2 separate regions of the Gossypium hirsutum genome follow, and region 1 is linked to region 2. A link is a contact called in public Hi-C data. All regions are on one chromosome and are shown on one strand. Each heading gives the region's core, a stretch centred on a gene start, on an enhancer-like site or on the middle of the called end of the contact. The rest is flanking DNA. Distances are from core to core; before and after follow the strand shown.

The links. A called contact is a pair of places that touch in the nucleus more often than the background predicts.
Region 1: a contact with region 2 is called in a Hi-C map of leaf, with 4 times the contacts expected there. The contact joins the promoter of LOC107945472 here to the enhancer-like site in region 2. A contact is called at or near these places in 6 of 34 Hi-C or Micro-C datasets (leaf and seedling).

Annotation. Positions count from the first base shown.
Region 1 is chrD12:32,791,883-32,794,582 of Gossypium_hirsutum_v2.1, reverse strand. LOC107945472 (trihelix transcription factor DF1) reads right to left here and starts at 1,254. Exons shown (of 2, transcript XM_016879493.2): 1 at 329-1,254; 2 at 1-4. The coding sequence starts at 552.
Region 2 is chrD12:32,231,946-32,234,645 of Gossypium_hirsutum_v2.1, reverse strand. No RefSeq gene overlaps it. Among protein-coding and RNA genes, the nearest start is that of LOC107945744, 21 kb to the right of the region's middle. Within about 2 kb of position 1,270, at least 2 of the 9 cell types and tissues checked have an H3K27ac peak or open chromatin away from gene starts, as enhancers often do. A contact at or near this core is called in leaf, where this site is marked.

The DNA of each region.
Region 1 (2,700 bases), core at 5-2,504, 560 kb before region 2:
TTTCCTGATAAAGGAATCCCATTATTGCACCTCGAAATCAATTACTTTAACTTGACAATAATGTAATAAAAGTAAAAAAATTTAAAAGATTGTTAAGATTACTGAACTTCGAGAGTGTAATGGAAACAAAGTAGTTTTTAAAAAAAGACTTGTTTTTTACCCATAAAACGTTTTTACTGCATTTACAGTATAATTGAACTAGAAGGAAATCAATATCCCAAGCTAAGCAAAAACCCAAAATTTCCCCACTTTTTCAGTGGAGGACCCAACATTTTCCTACTTCAAAAATAATCAAACATGGTTGAGAAGAAAAGGAAAGGAAGGAAACCTGGAAACTTCTTCCCAGAGAGGAGCCTTGACACCAGAGTCTCTAAAAGCAACGTCCATTTCAGACCTTATCTTTAACAAAGCTAAAGTCTCCTGCCTTGGCCAACGGTTCCCTGAAAAATTCCCTTCACTCTCTTCATTTTTCACCTTAGCTTCCTCTTCATTCTCTAAGCTGACGTTGTCGCCGACTGTATTACTTTCTGGGAAACTTGAATTTTCCATCATCACGAATAGCAGTTCAGTAAAATAGTTTACAGCCCCAAAGCCCCCCCCCAAAAAAAAAAACTGTGAAATTTTAATTGGGGCTTCCTTGGAGATATGGAAAAAGTAAATATTTTAGAGTTGAAGGAAGGATTCTTTTTTTCTGTTTAAGGTGAAGTTTTTCTTTCCCTTCAGAATTCTACCATTTTATTGGGTTAAGTAGGTAAGAAAGGCAGAGGTGAATTAGGGTTTCTCTAGAAAAGATAAGATAAGATGGGGAGAAGAGTTGCTGCGGTGCATTGTGTGGGGCAAAAACCAAGCTGATTATTTTCCTTTGATATTTCCTAATTAATTTATTTCAGGCACAATAATTCAAATTTTAAATCCCACTCTAAACATTTTTATTTTACCATTCAATTAAATATTAAACTTTTTATAAATATATACTACATAATCCTATTTTCATTCATGTGTTTTATAATCTAATATTGTTTATAATTATATAAAATATGTTTTATAAATTTTATGTGATGATTTTTTTTATTTGTGATAGAATTATACTTCTTTCATTATATTATTATAAGTTTGAGTTTTTTATTATAAAATCACTTAAAACTATTCTTTTAAGAAAGTAATATTACTTTGTTTTAATTTAAATAGAATAATTGTTTTGAATAATACCGAGGCACAGTTATTAAAGAAGCTAAACAAAACGGTGCGCAATAAATAAAGATACCCATTAGCCTCGGTTTCCTGGGATAGGAGATAAAGAAAAGAAAAGGCAAAAACCAGGGTTTCAAAACTAAATACAAAAGAGTGTAAGGAAGCTCCAAATTGAAGCATGAAGGAGCCCTAGCTGAGGACGGAAAAACCTTAATCCGGCGCAACTGGGATCGGGCAGTCAGCCTTCACCACCAACACAGCCATATCAGGTACATCCTCTACCCAAAATCGGTCTTCATTGAAAGTAGATCTTGCTTTAGCTAGAATATGGGCCACCCGATTCGCGTTCCTATCAATAGATCTGAAAATTATTTTATCAAACATTCTAGCTCTTTGCTTAATTTCTTCAACATAAACCCCAATTGCAGATCTATCCCTACCCATCTCAGTAATACGCACAATAGTAGATCTTGAGTCCCCTTCAACCACTAAATTCTTGAAACCCATGTCAGTGGCAAATCGCAGACCATCCGAGGCAAGCAAGCATTTCAGCCATGAAAGGATCAGAGACAAAATTGTTCCGTACCATACCACTTCCCAAAACCTGGCCTTGGGCGTTCCTAACAACAAAACCAGAAGAAGACTGTCGGCTTTGGGCATGAAAAGCAGTATCAAAGTTAAGCTTGAGCATCGGATCCGTCGGGGGGGTCCAGCTTTGCTTCATCGTTATCCTTGCCTCGGGTAATTTCGCTCTGAACTCCTTGAGTTCACGAACAAGGCTGATAACTTTGGCACTAATTTCTAGTGCATGTTGTTGTTTCCCTTCCATGACATGTCTATTACGAGCATACCACAAACCCCAAATTGTAATGGCGATGGTAAAACAGGCGTGGTGTCACTCGATCTCATTAGGTGAGTAAACCAGCTCCAGTAGTCCTCATGGTTACCAGATAGAGTCCATTCAAGATTAACCTGTCTCCAAACTTCCTGTGCAGGGCCACACCGTGTGCTTATATGTAGCGGAGTCTCAGCTTCAATATTACAGCGGGGACACATAGGGGAAATAGCAAGTCTTCTATTGTAAAGTATAGATGCTGTAGGAATAAAATTGTGTATTATTCTCCAATTTGCTATCTTATTTTTGGGAGTGATTTGGAGAGACCAAATTTTTTTGTAAAAGTCAATATTACCTTGGGTAGAGTCTGTATAATCAGAGGCATAGGTTAACATTTGATAGCCACTCCTGACTGTGTAAAGTCATGTATGTTCTCCTTTCCAAACTGGCACATCATCGTCAACATATTCAGATAGTGGAATACAACAGATGGCCGTGGCAATCTCAGGGGGAAACAATCTGGTAATAAGCTCAGTCTTCCATATTCTGTAATTTGCTTCTATTAAATCAGCCACCAAAAATAAATTCTCATCGCCTGTATTAAATCTGTATTAAATGCTTGGGAACTAGTAATTGGCTTTGCATTATAATTTATTTCACCTTTCAATTTAATA
Region 2 (2,700 bases), core at 21-2,520:
ACAATTTATTTCTTTATGATTATCTAAATAAACACTATTCACATATTGCTCATTTATACTCAAGCTCATTTATAGTTTTCAATGTAATCAAAATCTTAAGTAATTGAAAATAGCATTTCAAAAAAAATCAAATGGATAATGAGCATATGTGCTACAATGGTCTCAACATTTCAAGATTACTATCCAATGATCTTACCTTGTTGGATATACAATATCTTCATTACCACGGTGGTTCGCTCAATTCTATTTTAGAGAATATGATAGCCTTAAATGATAATGATACTTGAGATTTAGTAAATCTGATTACAAGAAAGAAAGCAATATCTTGTAAATAGGTGCTTATGGTTAAAGTAAATCCAAATGGATCAATAATTCATTTTAAAGACATCTTGTTTCTAAAGAGCATGATCAAACTTATGGTGCTTTTTACATAATGAACTTCAGGTGGAAGTTTATATAAAGTAACTACATGCATTTGTTGCTTAGGAAAAGTTTGTTGCCTAGGCAGATCGTATATGGTTAGAAACAATGTACTCACACTTGGTTAGGTAGGTTTAGTGAGACAAATCAAGAATGAGTCAAAGAATAGTAATTGCGATCATTTAGTGTTCTATAAATAGTTTGAGGTTGGTATAATATTGCTAGTTGTGTTATCATTAATTGGAAGTGATATTGCAAGCATTTGATCTTCAAAATATTTTCTTCACATCAATTTTAATCAGTCGGGGTTGCTAAAGTATTTGTTGGGTGTTGAAGTGACACAAACTAATAAAAGAATCTTTTTGTCTTAAAAAATATGTTCTTAATTTATTGACACAAAAGAAATTAGGAGCCACGCCATGTAGTGCACCAATACCAAGTGAAAAGTTGATGGTAAACCTTTTGAAGACCTGGAGTAGCTATAAAAAAAATAAGTGGAAAGTGAAATCATCTTACAAGAGCTCACTCATATATGCTCACCCTATTGATGTTTTAAGTTGGTCCATATTGTTTCCAACAATTAAATTATTAGGCAACTTTCGAATAAATTTGTGTTATTTAAAGAGAGATCTAAGACAGTCTATTCTATGGCAATCATGGCCACACCAATAATGTTTTTTCCGATGTTGATTATGCATTGTTCGAAATTGATAAACTAATAAGAATCATGGAATAGACAAAGTTGCTTGAGTTCAAATGGATAACTTTGGGCCAATAACTCGTACTATGGCTAAACAAATGCAATATGAAATTACATTATACTTGCAAAAATTTTTAGCCCAATTAGAGAAGCTTAAAGGAGATGAATCCAAGCCCACTGAAGTCAAGCCCAAGTTCATTTCATTTCTAGTTTGCAAGTGTATGGAAGTTTTCTAAGTGACCTTTGAATTTATTTAATAATGTGCTTTCATTAAATAAATTAGAATGCATGAATTAGGAAGTTAGTGCATGCACGAATGTACATTACTTGCAGATATTTAGTTAATTAGCTATCAATTCTCTAATTATGCATGTATGTAGGATTAAATAGATGTATTTGATCATTAATGTTTTCATAATAATGAAACATGATGTTGAATGTTCTAAATTTCAAATTTTAATTATTGCAATTCTTTCCACTCTTATCTCAGTAAGTTTCCTTGTTTAGTAGTGAGTAATCCTGATTCTTATTGCTATTTTTTTTTTAAATTCTCTTATCACTTTACCTTTTTTTTTTCTTTTTCTTTTCCTTTTTATTTTTATTTTTTGTTCTTTAAGAGTATGAAGAATCAACCTATTTGTTCTTGTTTGTGGCAAATTTTCTGTATCGACCAAGGCTACTAGGATTTCCTATTTGTTTCGAGATGCAGTTGTCTTGAAGCATTTTCTTCCGATGATTTATTAATCTGTGCAGATTGTGTTTTTGTTGGAGGGAACCTAATTTCATGGAGAAAAAAAACGTGTCTTGATCTAGTGTAAAATTAAATACAATGATATGACAATATCAATATGTGAGATAGTATGAATATACCAAGTACTGAGCCTTAACTTGGTTATGGGTGAAATTACAACTGTGATATCAGGCTCCCTTTCATATAGACTTCAATCTTATGTTTCATGAACAATATTACATATGTTCTTGTGTGTTATAAATTGGCAAAACTAGTTTTCATTTCATCTGAAAAAAATTCAATAAAAGTTTATGTCTACAAGATATGTCAAAATTGAAGATCAATTAGAGATATTTTCATAAAAACTCTAAACAAACTAATTATTACTGTAACAAGGTGAGCATGATTGACATCTGTACTCCCTGAGGACAAATATAATTTGACATATTTGTAGGATTAACTTTAGGGGTTTTTCTTTACTTTCTTTCCATTTCCTATCTTCTGCAACATGAATAAATACAATACAAGCAATTCTTCCTCACTTCTATGATTTACATTTACAAAACAAAACAAAATCCTCCTTTCGTCACTCTTGGCTTCCTAAATTTTAAGTATGTTTTCCCCTCTAAATCTTCATTCCCTTCAAACTTTAAGCCCCAGCTTATCATAAAACTACAGAACCCAACTCATGAATCTCCAGTAATTCACATTTTTGTTTACTGGACTTGGCATAATTTTTTATTCAGTTCCCTAATCTTTAATTTTATCAAATTAAATCATTGGAACTTTTATTATTAATAAATTAAACCATCTATGCTAATTTTACATCTCATCAAGTTAATAATTAAAA